Regions from separate parts of the Gossypium arboreum genome. Here region 1 is linked to region 2. The links are chromatin contacts, called in public Hi-C maps. All regions are on one chromosome and are shown on one strand. The core of a region is the stretch at or near the end of the contact, and the rest is flanking DNA. Distances in the headings are between cores, read along the strand shown. Region 1 holds the start of LOC108458491 (COBRA-like protein 10). Region 2 holds the start of LOC108460713 (homeobox-leucine zipper protein MERISTEM L1-like).

Region 1 (7,117 bases), core at 1,213-3,712, 230 kb after region 2:
TTCATTTTATTTTTTATTATATGTTATTTTTAAACGTATCAGTATTCTAAATATGTAATTTTCACATATATAAACTTGTGATAGAATTTCTAGTTTTTAATTAATTTTTAAGTAATAAGATGACATAAAAGAACTGAGAAAATTTATAAAATAAAAAAAAATACTCTAAAGTTTAAACTATATCTTTGTTTCCCGTCAAAAAGATGTTTACCATTTGAACATAGTAAATTGGGCCAGACAGGTTGTTTGGGACTTCTGTCTGTTATCCTACTGAAAATGAGCATGGGCTAAACAAAAAGAAAATGGGCACAGTATAACTCGCAAGATCTAGACCCAGTTTCAAGTTTCATATGAAACTACCGTCCATTAAAGAGTATTAAGTCTCAATCCTCAGTTGAGACGTTGTACCAACAACAAGCTCACAAATTTGCAAAGAAAAAGTAACGATAAACTAACACCGACTCGGATTCCAGTTGAAACTGGAATACGTGAAGGAAGTGCACATTCTTCACCATTGAAAAGGACCTTTGTTGGAAATCCATCTCCTTTAGCAATATTGGGCCATGTCTTTCCGCTCTTTTTAAAGGTAACAACAGATTGTTGTTTTCCAGCCACATCGGGATCATTTTCTGGGTCTGAACCGTTCTTCTTTCCAATCAAATAATTCATCCCTTCTATGCCTTGGATGAAGATGGTATTGTTGAGTTCTTTCAATAATGTTGCATTGAAAGAGAACATTCTTTCGTACCCAGAACCAGCTTTCTTGAACTGAACCGCAGTGAACCAGTTTTCGAAGTTGATACTTTTCCAATTGAAAAGGGTAAGCCGAGCCGCCCATCCTTGTTTGTAGTCCGAGGAGACGTGCCAATTTATGCTGACCCCACAGTTGTCACCACAAGGCAATCGCTTCGGGACTTTAAAATGTTGAATCTGCGCCCAGGCTTTGGCTTTCACGGATCTATTTTCGAATGGAACGAGAAGGGCCTCGGGAGGAAGAAGCATTGCCGGTTTGTTCGGATTGCATTTCGCTGTATCTTCACACCCACAGGCACAAGTGTCGCAAGGAATAGCTGACTTATTGTAGTAAGCAGAGAACGTAACACAACATCTAGAATTGCCTTTGGTTGGCCGTGAGATGTTGCAAACAATTTGCCAGCTAGCGATTGCATATTTTACTGCCTCAACTCCAGTGGGATCGGGGGACTGAGCAGGTTCCACTCTGATAGGTGCCCCACATCTATAATCTGGATTAAGATCCCCCACAATTTTCCACTTTTGGGGAGGGTATATGGTTGTTCTGTTCAAATCAGGTGGAATTTTGAAGACTTCTATTATGAAAGCTGACTTTGATTTGGTTGAATCCATGGTTTCTGGCAAAAGGGTGCCATTTCTGCAACAAAATGGTATTTTCCCCATCTGGGCGTCATCGGCTTTCTCCGCCGGTAAGTCAAAAATGATGGGTTTTTTCTCGCAGTTCAATACTTTAGAAAAATCCATATCTCCGTAGTATTCCCCAACTTTACCATTTAAACAGCCTGAAATATCAACTTTTCGAACATAAGCACCTTTGAGTGAGTTTATAAATTCCCCTCTCATCCATTCCCAAGTCAAGTTCCAATGGTCCAGACGTCCCAAAGGGTGACAGTTCTCAATTGTTACCTGAGCAAGGTAGTTGTTTTTGTAGGCTTGACTAACATCATACGAAATCAAAAGGTCTCCTTTTTGTCGTGGCAAGAACTTTGTTTTTGTAGTTTTATTAGCTTTTAACTTTGGGTCCTTCACACAACATACGTACATTGAGGCTTCTGTGGATGAACAACATTGTTATGGTTAGGAAATCAAAATGAAAGTATATAAGAAAAAAAAAATAAAGGGTTTTAAGTACTCACTACGACGAGTCGGTGAAGGGCATTTGTATCCATCATTTGCAAGTTTTATTGTTTTAGGCATTGGATTCCCAGGTGGCTTCAGTCCGAACTGTGTGCCTCTGAGTTCAACTTTCACCTGAATTCTGTCAAACTCATTAGCGGTGTCGATGGAAGTTTCGAGATCGGTTTGAGGATATCCGGAGAGGTATGTTCCATTGCCAACAGGAGCTGGGAAATCCACACCACTCATTAAAACTGCTCCTTTTGCTGAAACTAATATCTCCTTGTATTGAAACCCAATGAAAATCTTCCAAGCCTGCAACTCACTGGTTCCCATGTTCAATATGGTCACTCTGGACTTGAATGCCCATGATTGGGCTGTTGTATTCTTCAAACGGGGAAACTCTTTTGTTCTAGAGATGAAATTGTACCAAATAAATATCCCTTTACAATGTTCTTGCCCTTTGGGAAGCGTAGGTTGCTTTTCTGCCTCATCATCAGCCTCATCATTACCTTCTTGTTGGGCTAAACAAATATGATTTGTTGAATGAAACAGAAACAACATGAAGGCTACTACTTTCCATGACAATTTCATATCTTCAACCCCTCCACCTCAGAGATAAACGATTAATTACCTTAGCTCTCAGTTGTTTAATCTTAAATGATATTTGGGAACTGTAATGGAAACTGTTTGTAACACTCGGTTTTCTATGAAGGAATTGTTTCAGAGTTGTGCAGCGTGAGTAGAGTAAAGAATAGAGGAAGAAATTGAGAGAAAGAAGATGGAGGAAACATTGAATCCAAATTATGATGCTGCTAATGGAACTAATGTAGAATAAGTCAGCTTAAACCTCATCCTCTAAGTTAGCGATGTATTTGGATTAACTATCATTTGAATTTCGTAATTCTAGCAATGGCAGATGATTTATGGAGCTTCATCCCCAAAATTTCTGAATATCTCCATGGTCTACATATTTATATGTTAAATAAAATAAATCATATTATATTTATGAGAATAACTTAGATAAGTATCATCCTGAAAATTAAAGTTTATAGGCACTAATAAAATTTTACCACATCATCAAAATTTAAATACAAAATAATTATTATAAACTCATCCATAAAAAAAAGTATTTTATAGATCCTTTCCACCACATTATTCATATTCCCTTTCCAATTATTTAATGACATTTAAAAAAAATTCATATCATTGACACATAATTTTGATAATTTTTTTACCCTGAACCTAAAATATAGAACCCCATACCCTAAACTCAAACCTCAAACCCTTGAACCTTACAACCAAACCTTAAATCCCAAACTCATAACCTATAACCCATAATCTTGAACCCTTAAACCTAAACCTTAAATCCCAAACTCCTAAACCCTAAATTTGAACATGAATTTTAAACCTTAAACATCAAACCTCAAACCCAAAACTCAAAGCCCAAACCCGAACTCTGAACCTTAAATGTAACACCCCAAACCCGGCCCAGACGCTATGGCCGAATCTGACGTGCCACATTGGAGTTGAAAACCCACGTTCCGTTTTAGTGTTTTAAAAATCCTATATTTTGTTGAGTTAACAAAGTGTATGTAAGCTAGGCACCAGGTAGGTATCCGAGATAGAGGAGGTGAGCCATGAAGGCTGCTTAAGTACCAAGCTCTTTGATTGGATCCAATCCTAGACATGCCCACAACCATAGCCACACTTTGTTATATCGAGTTTAAATTTGTTTAAGTGAACGACTTTGATAAATCGATTAATCGTGGTGTTGAACTTTTTGAAAACAAATATCGTTTTGAAAACACGTCCTAAGTCTAGCCTATTTGAATAATTATCAACCAATTTTAAAGTTATTAAGAATAAAATAATCTCGAGAAGAAATAAAAGAAAAGTTAAAAATGGCCTTATTACAACCCAAAATAAATAATAATTAAAGGAAATTAAATGAAAACCAACTCTTATTTAAAGGTCCAAAAGCGATCACCGTGGCCACTATGAATCCCCTCCGGCCCAAGTCTCCACATCAAGGCTCACCTGCAAGGTTAAGGAAAGGGGGTGAGTTTGGAAACTCAGTGTGCAACAAGCCCTTTCGAGCCCAAAACAATAGCGACTGTTGGGTCTAAGCCCAAATCCAATCTCAAACATATCTTGGGCCATAGCCCTTTTCATATTCATATCTCATAACACTGGGCGAAGCCTTTTCAAGTTTCATATTCTTGGGCAAGCCTTTTTCAGAAGCGGTATGGCCCATAGGCCCATTTTATAACACATGTAATGCCAAATGAAAGAATGCAACCCATTTGGGAGACTACTCAACCCACCATCCGCTACTCTCCACCGTACCAACCAAACACACCATGTGGGGATTAACTCGACCCACCCCGCCATAACTCTCCTTGGCGGCATAGATAGCTTTATCATATCTTGGAGGCCTTGCCTCTTTTAATAATCAGGGCAAAAGCCCTTTAATAACTGGGGCATAAGCCCTTTTGATCACTGGGGCATAAGCCCTTTAATAACTGGGGCATAAGCCCTTTTGATAACTGGGGCATAAGCCCTTTTGATAACTGGGGCATAAGCCCTTTAATAACTGGGGCATAAGCCCTTTAATAACTGGGGCATAAGCCCTTTTGCACTTCCTCCATCCATATAAAAACTCAACCCAATGCATTTATGAACATCTCATGTGCATATCATACATATCATGTGCATATCATACATGTCATGTGCATATCATACATATCATGTTTATCAAAATCCCATGCATTAGGTTCATATATAAACCCTATGGGTATAATGGTCATTTTTTTACCTAGGGCAAAACGGTCATTTTCATATTATAACGGTAATCTTGTAATTTTACCAAAAATTAAGGGTTTCCATGTTCATTAACGGTTACAAACAATTCATGGGTGCAAACAGTGATTCTGGCCCATTTTTAGCGAAAACGAGTTATTGGGCCTAAAACCCCTAATGGGCCCTACTTAGCCAATTTCGTCGTCTAGGCCCATTTAGCCTATATTCCATAATGGTTTTATCAGTCTCGATCGCAATTTAACGAGTTTTCATATTCGCCAATTTTACCCAAATGGGCAAAGCTTTGTTGGGCCTATTATTGACCCTCGAGGCCCAACTTACCGTGAATGCCAAAAATCACGTTCTTACCGTTTCCAATGTTCCCGATCATCATCTCAACGAATCTAACTAACTAATGAGCGTTCGCTTGCTCACGAGTCCTCGAAATGCCAGAATTTCGGCATTTCGGCTTTTCGGCATTTATCGCTTTAAGCTATGAAAGGGTTCGTTTACACACCTGATTTGCGATATTCCTCGACGAGATTTCCTACACGATTTCTCCTATAATCATTTGTTAAATATATCAGCTCGCAATAATTGAACCAAATCAAGAACTATCCAATATTAACACTTACACATTCGGCCACCCTCCAAAATGGCCTTAGGCACCTTACCTTTGTCGCGATTGATGATTGGGCCTAGCTACTCCGGTGATCCAAGCTACTCCAAATCGACACTACACCTTGCTGCTCCTTCAATAAATAAACCAAAAATATTAAAAGAAGACCCCATAAAGTCTATGCCCATATTCGGCCATCTCCCTAAATTAGAGAGGTTTCGGCTTTTCTTAAACTCCCTAATATTGAATTGATTAAAGCTACGAGCACTTACCAAGGTTCACTTACCCAAACGGTTTCAATCCCGTGTTAACTCCGATTCAACGCAATGCACTTTAAAACACTAGCGAACCCGTACCACAAGGATCCTACGAATCGGCCACCAAGTCACCCAAGGGTCTTTGTGCTTTTGGCTTTTGCGTCACTTTATAAAGCAATCGACTTCCTTTGACTCCTTCGGGATTTGGCTTGTTGATATTCGGTTAGCAATGAAAAGAATGATCGGTTCAGCTTTTACTATAAATGAAAGAGAGGAAGAATGAGAGGTAGAGAGTTTGTGGAAGAAATAACGGAAGAGAAAAGAGAGGGATTAGCTTAAGAACAATAGGCAAGAGGAGAAAGAAAAGAGAAGAGGGGAATAGATGAGAGAAGGAAAGAAAATAAAAAAAAAATGAGAAAATTGTTCAGCTTTTAGGAAAAATAGAAAAGAATAAGAGCAAAAAGAAATAAGATTAAGATTAGAATAAAATAAAATCCTTTTCCAATTTTAATTCCTTCCTTATCTCCTTAATTCATGGCCATAATCAAAGTTTGAATTTAATTCAAACTCTCCACTGCTGAGCAGCAGTCCCCCATTCAGCCGAATCCTCCTGCAGCTGGTAGCATTTCAATCCCGTACGGTCCTTCCCACGTGCGTTCAGCAAAAAGAAACATCCTTTTGCGCATAACGTTGTTCGAACCTGGGACCTCCAGGTTGCCCAGCATGCTGCTGGGCACTGAGACGCGCATTTGCTTTCAATAATACACCGTCCCATTTTATCTTAAAGGTTACCTGCTGAAGTCCCGTTCATTTTAAAAACATTAAAACATACCTTAGCCTGGACTCGAACCCCAGACCTCCGTCCGCCTTGCGCCCACGCCCATGCTGTTGGCCACCGCACCCGGCTTCCTTCCTTGCTAATATATGGCCACAATAAATTATAAACCTTACCTGTTTCAGTTCTGGCCCACTTTAAAAATAAAACAGGATTCACTCACGTACGGAATCGAACCTGCAACCTCTTTAACACACACATACGTTGCTTGTCACTGCACCACAGGCTCTCTTTGTGTCAAACTTCATTCGTAACTTCCTTTAAGGCCTATTCCAACCGCAACCTGTATACTAAAAAAAAAAAAAATTCACATTTGCGCACGCAGGGAATCGAACCCCTGCTCCCTTCCTACTACTTAACACGCCTAACCACTAGGCCAAATTCCTCCTTATGTCTAATTTTAGCCTAACTTATTAATAAACCTTAATGCCCAGATCCCCTAAAGAACAAAAATAATTATTTTTGCTACAGTCTTGGATCGAATTTTTCCCATACTTTAAATACTTCTAAATTTATTTAAAACTAAAATAATAATAATAATAATAACCATAATATTGAAGATTTCAAATACGATAATATATATATATATTTTTCCTAATAATAATAATTATAATTTCCATAAATCAATAAAAATAGATACAGTAAAATTTTTTTAATAATATGTTAATTTAAACACTAAATTAACAACAATAATTTTATAAATATATTTGTCTCTAATAATTATAATGATAATAA
Region 2 (7,231 bases), core at 3,792-6,291:
GATACGTTCACTCCACTATACCTTAAACATCTATCGGTCTTAGAGGGAAATAAGCTGATGTTGTTGGGAGTGTCCCTAATAAGCTATATCTACAGTAGTGATGTCCAACTAAAAATAAAATGCGATTCTGCATAAGAAAAGAAGTAGGAGAAAGGCAGCAGCTAAGCTATTCATTAATTTAAGAAACAACCAAAACAAAAAATAAAGCAGAAATTAACAAATGTTTGTTAATGGAGGAATAAGTCCAAAATAACTAATGCTTCAACAATAACACATGAAACTGAAAAGAAATTAGACTAGTATAAAGTCCACTCCTACATTGAACTCTTAGCCTACACAAAATGGGGAGTTCTCCCAACATATCTAATATTAAAATCTCTTTGGCAAAGTCAATTCCCGAACCTACTATCCTTGCAGGCTTGGTGATTTTGCCTTCTTACAAAACACCATGACCGCAAAGGATGAATTGAAAGGTGCGCTCTTGACTTCTTTAATCGTTAAATTTGTTTTCGGACGAACACCTTTTCTTCTCTTTTCCCTGCAGCACATTGTGAAATGGGATAAGCTTAGATTGCAAACTCCAAATATAGTGAAGGATTAATTAAGTTGATTGCTCACCTTTTTTTATATCATCTTTGGTCAAGCATTATTGCACATTACGGCAGCCTTGATCCTTTCAACTGTGCATTTAATTAGACTATTGACAGTCGTCACTGATCCAAGGGAAAGCTTTGCTGTTGGAACTGAATCAACCAAAATCTGGAAAGCAACCGTAAGGAGAGAGCCACCCGAGCCTATTTCGAGAATCCCTCCTCCATTAACTCCTGGACCATCGGGTAGAATTGCGAAACCGGATGGCAATAGTGCGAGATAATCCGGGTCCCCCCCACTTAAGACTACGTTCATTGCAACAATATCGACCGGGGCATATATCACATAGGACCCTGTAGCATCAGTGCAGCTCTCTTGAAGTATCAACATGTTGCTTTGGCTAGAGTTTGCACTCTGCAGATCGGTTTCCAGTTAGAGATGTTAACTTAAATGGATGATTGTCGTCAATTAAAGATCTAAAGCATGTGTTTAACTTGCCAACTTACATTTACGCGCAGTAAAGAGACACAATTGCCTGGATCACGACCATTAGCTATGTGAGCCATTTCTTGAACTAGGCCACCATTTGATAGGATATCCCACTATAAATTCAATTTAAAAACTGCAAATTAGTATAATATTCTAACATAAAAAGTGTACCATTGTTTTGGCTTTATTGGAAGCTTAATTAATGTACCTCACTTCTAGAGTTCTCATCCCTTAGGAAATCAAATACCCTCTTTGGTGGAACTGGGATCCAGAAGGAAGTTGCAGCACTAAGTACAATACCAGGAGGCCTTCCTGGATCATCCATGCTCTTTCGGGTCATAACCCGCACATCATCGGAGCCTGTTGCCGATAAAGTTGTCCAAGCATGGGCCGTAGAAGCACCAACACCTGTACAAAAGCTAGTCACCATCCTCTCTGCCAACTTCAACATACTTTTCCTCCCTTCTAGGCTTGTTATAACTGCAGAGATCAAAAGGAAGCGATATGGTAACATCAGAGAAACATGGAATGCACTGCATTCAACAAGGTATCCCTAGGACTAAGAGAATTATAAGCTGCTAAACATGGTGTTACCGCAGAGATCCCCTGCCGGAATGTTACTGGCCATTGAACTTGCTAGACGCTCACACTGTCGATCTAACGTAGCCACCCAACGTTTTGCTCCAAAAGCTAGACCGGAATTAACTACTGGTCTGTATATGTTGTGGATAGCTCTATCATCCACTTCTACATGCTCGACCCATATAACCTGAAAGTATAATGAAAACATGACATTGTATACACGTTAAGCGGCAACATAAAATGCAGCCCAACAAATATATACTCGTTGAAATAAAGAGTAAGTTACCTTAGAGTATCCATTTGGCAATTCTTGGATCAAGCAACCTGAGGGCCTTCTTCTACACTTGGACATTGGGTTAGGGCGTAAATTATCCAAGGAAACATCAACCACTGCCCAAGTTCCATCAATATGCTGCTTACAGTACCTCACGAAATAATTTTCCCGAGTTGGTACAAGTGGTGAAGGGACTTGGAACTCAGCCGTCATCTGAAAATGCAAGATGTTAGGCATGCTTTTAGAGCTTAGGGAAAGAGCATGCATGCCGGAAAGTTTTATTAGATTGGTATTGAAAAGAAAAGCATATAGATGTACTTAGTACCACTTGCAAGGCTCCATTGTAGTTTCCTGCAACTCCAGTTGATAGGACTTCTAAAGTCACAGCCCTTGAAACAATACCGCAAAACACACTTGACCATTGATTCTGGAAATCAATCGTTTTTGTCATAAATAAATGGGGGTGGATCTAAAAATTTATATAATGGACCCAAACTTGGGGAAAAAAAAAATCCTACCACATCCATGAGAATCTCAACTAAGTTGACATGATTCATGATGACAACTGCAGATTCTCTTGAAGCTTCAGACCTCAACCCCAAAGGCTTTGGTCCAATTCCCCTAGGGAAAGTTCTTAAGTATTCATCTTCGCTCAACACATCTATAGAATTGTCCCCAGGAACCCACAAAGGTTCCCCAGATTGGGCCATTCGTATTAGTTCCTCCATTGCAGCAACAGCAAGCTCAACAATCATGGGCTTATCCGCTTCTGTAGGTCCAGAGACAGACCTCAGAAGATCAACACTGCGATCCATTTCCCCTACAAATCCTGATTGTGTCCCGAAATTGCTAGCTCCAAGATCAACAGAGCGCGAATGTAAATGAGATGAAAGGTGAGGCAAAGAAGATAAAGGCTTGCCAACATATTTAGCAGCTATTCCAGATATCCTATCAATCTGTAATACAAGAAAACCAAAATATAAAAAGTACAATAAAAAGGTAACTTGATAATAAGATGGGATGTGTGAGGCATTTTTCAATCACCTCTTCCCTTAACCGAGCATTTTCTATTCTCAAATGTTGCTCATCAAATGACATCTCTCCAAGGGCAGCTGGGCCTCCACAGCTGGGGCATGTAGCATTGCTGAGAGCTTCCTTGTACCTATTATTCTCGGCTCGGAGTTTTTCATTCTCAGCCTTCAGTATAGCATTTTCATGGCGTTCATGTTGGGCCTGTTAATGAAGGTGAACTTTAGCAACTAAGCTAGGAAAGCTTACTAGATAGACAGAAAAGCTTAATCATAAAACAAGTCTAAATACTTAAATAAGCAGATTAGAGCTCCTGATTTTCACCTATATATGGAAATATACCTTCATTTGGGTGCGCTTGTTTTGGAACCAAAACTTGACTTGAAGAGGTTCTAACCCTAGCTCACGGCCAAGCTCCTTCCTTTGCTTATCATCAGGGTGAGGGCACTCCTTAAAGAATCTGAGCAACAAAGTGTCAAAACAATCAATTCCCCAAAGAAGAACTAGTCATGTTAATATTTCTTATCTTTAAGTAAGAGGAAAAAAAAAAAAACTTACGCTTCCATCTCCTGGATTTGACGCTGGGTATGACGATGATAACGCTTCATTTTAGGGCGTTGGTCAGGATCTTGATCATCTCCAGAGGGAGCATCCATAGTTTCAGTGACTGATTTGATCTCATAATCATCATCCCTGACCTTCCCCATTAGTTCACTTTCCGAGGTCTTATGAGACATGTCGAACATGTGGGGACTCTCAAATAAGTTGGGGCTAAACATGTTAACAAAGTGCTCGAATGTCGACGGTATGGATATTCTGGGTTCTGCCGAGAGAACATACACAAATCAAGCAAACTAAAATAAAGGGGGAAAAGGGTTAAATAAACTGTAGAACAGTAACGAAAGACACAAAATGTAAATACAAAGAAGTCATAAAGAAGGTTAAAAAAGTCAAAACCAGTGCATGACAATCGAATCGTGGAAACATTTGGAAGGCAAATAAACAGTGGAGCTGTAAACCATATACCATCTCTCTTTCAAAGAAAAAAAGTTTTAGTTCGCTTATCGAGAAGGATTTTTCTTTGAATATCTTAATAACCAACTGCTACTATATTTAAAGGTAGCATATACTTCGAAGATTAAAATGATGGATTAGTCGAAAGCTTATCGTAATCTATTCCCATGGGAAAAGTGAAAGAACCTCGGAGAAATAAAAAGAGCAGCAAAAGTTGGGGAAAAAAAGGAGGAAAGAAATTACCTTATATATGGATTATTTGGAGAAGGAGACTAAGAGCTTAGGGCAACTATTTTCTTGTCTTAAATGCAGTGGTAAGTTGGTCACTAGAAATCTCATGTTGGGAGACATAGATAGCCGATGACCTTTAAAACCCTAACCAGCAGCAATACATGCTACACATATCAGTCTCTTGCTTGTTAGATTCTTGGCCCCGGTTTCCTATATTGGTGGTATTTAGGTTGATTTTGATAGAAAGTCCCCACAAACCAAAGATTACAAACACTTTTTGCACTCTCTCTTGATTCTCAGCAAAGCTTTATAAGCGAATTTATGAAAGAGAGAATGGCAAATGGTGTGAACACAGATCGGGTGCTATAAACAAGCTGGTCCAGGGAAAGAAATAGGTTTTGTGAGTAGAGACTTTTTAAAGGGCCGTATAGGCAAAACAAAAGAAAACCCTTTTGAACATTGTTGAGAAAGATTAATGAAAGGAGGCTTTAGGGTGGTTTTTAAGAGTTTGGGGTCACTGGTTTGACAGACCTACCTTGAGAGAGAATAGGGTTAAAGTCTAGAGAGAGAAAGGGGTTTGAAGTTCCTAGGGGGGGTTGAGGAAAATGAAGAGAATTGAAGAAACAGGTGGACAGGATGTGGCAGCTAAGGAGTTAATAGCAGAGCCCATCGAGAGGGTGCAATAGCATTTATGGTGGGTGAGAGGTGTAATTGGGAGTGATAGAAATAAAAATTATAGAAAGAGAAAAACATCTCCCCTTCCCTACCCTTTCTTTAAATTAACTTTGTAAGCTTTCAACTAGTTTTCAGTGTCTCAGCTCCAATATTGATAGGTTTTACTAATAAGCATGCAGGTATAGGATATATATATATATATTTGTAGATAAAAGAAGTTAAATATATTTACTAATAACAGGACTTATATCTAACATCAATACTGTCTTGTAAAATTTTCATCTCAATCAATTTGGAGGAACATCATAAATTCTCAAATCAAGAGAAATATTTCTTCCTAATATTGTCATGAAATCTGCAACAATATTCACTGTGTACACATATAGTATAAAAAGTTTAAATTTTTCATAGGATAAAATATATAATTGATATCTCACAAGTTTAAATCATAACGACTACTTTCAAATATTTATTGTTTTGTTTTGGAATTAAATATTTGCTTTATATATGGTTGAATATTATACTAATTGATTTCCCCATCAAATTACATGAAAAGCAAATTAGAGCTGCTGCTAGAATAACTGAAATATATTTAATCTTTCGGCTTGCTCTCAAATCTTCCAAGAAATTATTGAGTCTGAAGGATACAGGCTATGATCTGCATTTGCAGATTTCAGACGCATTATATATCATGTCCATGCATGCATGCCTACCAAAATCTATGTGGTGCAATTCTCATAATTGCTAACCAAATTTAATCTCGTCTCTTCCTTTTGACATATATGCATACGTATAATCATATCCGGTCGGTATATGAATTAATTCAACTCATCTGTGATCTGTTTTATGTATTTATTTACTTTTATTGCATTAATTATCAACATTGAAAGGGTATTGCAGATTGCAAAACCAACAGCTAAAAGAATAGTATAACTTTAACGTTATTTTCCTTTCATATTTGACATATTACCCAAGATTTTGTTATAATATTGTGCCTGGGTAGCTCCTTTGCATTAGCTACCTAACTACTCTAACATTTATTATCTTTCATTATTTTTTCTAATAACAAGTAATTCATTCTTTTATTTTTTCGATGGGACATGAACTTTAAAGTGATTCATTAAATAAAAGTACCATATTCCGTATACGATTAAACATTTACATTTTTCTTTGTAACCATGCTTGAATTCAAAATAGCAAGCTTATTTGGTCATGTATCTAAGGGTGTAGGCCAAACATTTTGTTGCTCATTCTTCTTTTGCTCCTTAGACATGCTTCTTCTGCTGCTCTCCTTGAGACATGTATTCAATTATTTTCTCACTAACATTTGTTTACGGTAAATGTTAAAATCTCATTTCCTTCTCCTTAAACCACCGAAACAAAAAGAGTTTAGGTCTGAAGAATAGATTCATGATGAAATTGTTACTACAAAAGTTCGGTGAGGAAAGTTTGAACAAACGAATAATAACTCAAACAGAAAACGAAGAAATAGGACAAGGCTCCAAAGTATGTATCAAACCACTATCTTTAAGGATCTAATCGTCCCACCTATACTTGGTGTGCAAATGAGTTTCAAGCAAATAAATCTCGAGGATACAATGAAACCTGATGACTATTTGTGTTTTGCATTGACGAAAATAGTCCACTGAGCACTGGGCAATGTATAACAAGAAAATCAATTTCTATAAAAAAATTTCTGCAGGAACTCTTTATAGAATAATCTAATAATATTAGAAGATGGAGGAAAGATAGAAATAATTTTAGAACTTGGTGATATATTTCCAAATAAAATCCCATTCCTATTTATAGGAATTTTTATTTCTCTTTATATAGACATTTTTCAAGAGTGCCCCCATAATTATAACACTCTAACATATTTATGTTATGAGTCTATTAAGATTATATTACTCATCATTCCTTTATCATTACGGGTATCTAGCACTTTAATTTTAGGATAGATATATTTATAGTGCTAGCAGTCACATACTAATGATGTACTTTATCTCATTGGACTTAAGACGTAACGTTATACCAAGCATTGAGTCGAGTTTCCGTTATAGGTAACTCTCATAAATGGGCTTGAGTCACATCTCTTTTGAGATCTTGTTGACTACATCTCTAGCAAGACTTTTTGTCAAAGGATCTACCAAATTTTCACTTGACCTCACATAATTAATAGTGATCACTCCATCAAAGATTAATTTTCGGCCATAGCTATATCTAAATCCAATGTGTTTAGACTTTACATTATATACTTAGGTATATGCCTTTGCTAGAGTAGTCACACTTTCACAACGGATAGAAATAGGTGAAATTGATTTAGGTCATAGAGGTACATCATAAAGC

The links. A called contact is a pair of places that touch in the nucleus more often than the background predicts.
Region 1: a contact with region 2 is called in a Hi-C map of leaf, with 4 times the contacts expected there. The contact joins the promoter of LOC108458491 here to the promoter of LOC108460713 in region 2. A contact is called at or near these places in 2 of 5 Hi-C or Micro-C datasets (both in leaf).

What each region holds. Positions count from the first base shown.
Region 1 is chr6:14,610,897-14,618,013 of ASM2569848v2, forward strand. It overlaps LOC108458491 (COBRA-like protein 10), which reads right to left and starts at 2,463. Exons shown (of 2, transcript XM_017757912.2): 1 at 1,890-2,463; 2 at 177-1,805. The coding sequence starts at 2,463. The coding sequence ends at 391.
Region 2 is chr6:14,378,284-14,385,514 of ASM2569848v2, forward strand. It overlaps LOC108460713 (homeobox-leucine zipper protein MERISTEM L1-like), which reads right to left and starts at 5,042. Exons shown (of 12, transcript XM_053029788.1): 1 at 4,223-5,042; 2 at 3,524-3,788; 3 at 3,308-3,425; 4 at 2,981-3,169; 5 at 2,455-2,892; 6 at 2,262-2,363; 7 at 1,949-2,149; 8 at 1,675-1,849; 9 at 1,289-1,560; 10 at 1,098-1,193; 11 at 619-1,005; 12 at 145-538. The coding sequence starts at 3,744. The coding sequence ends at 640.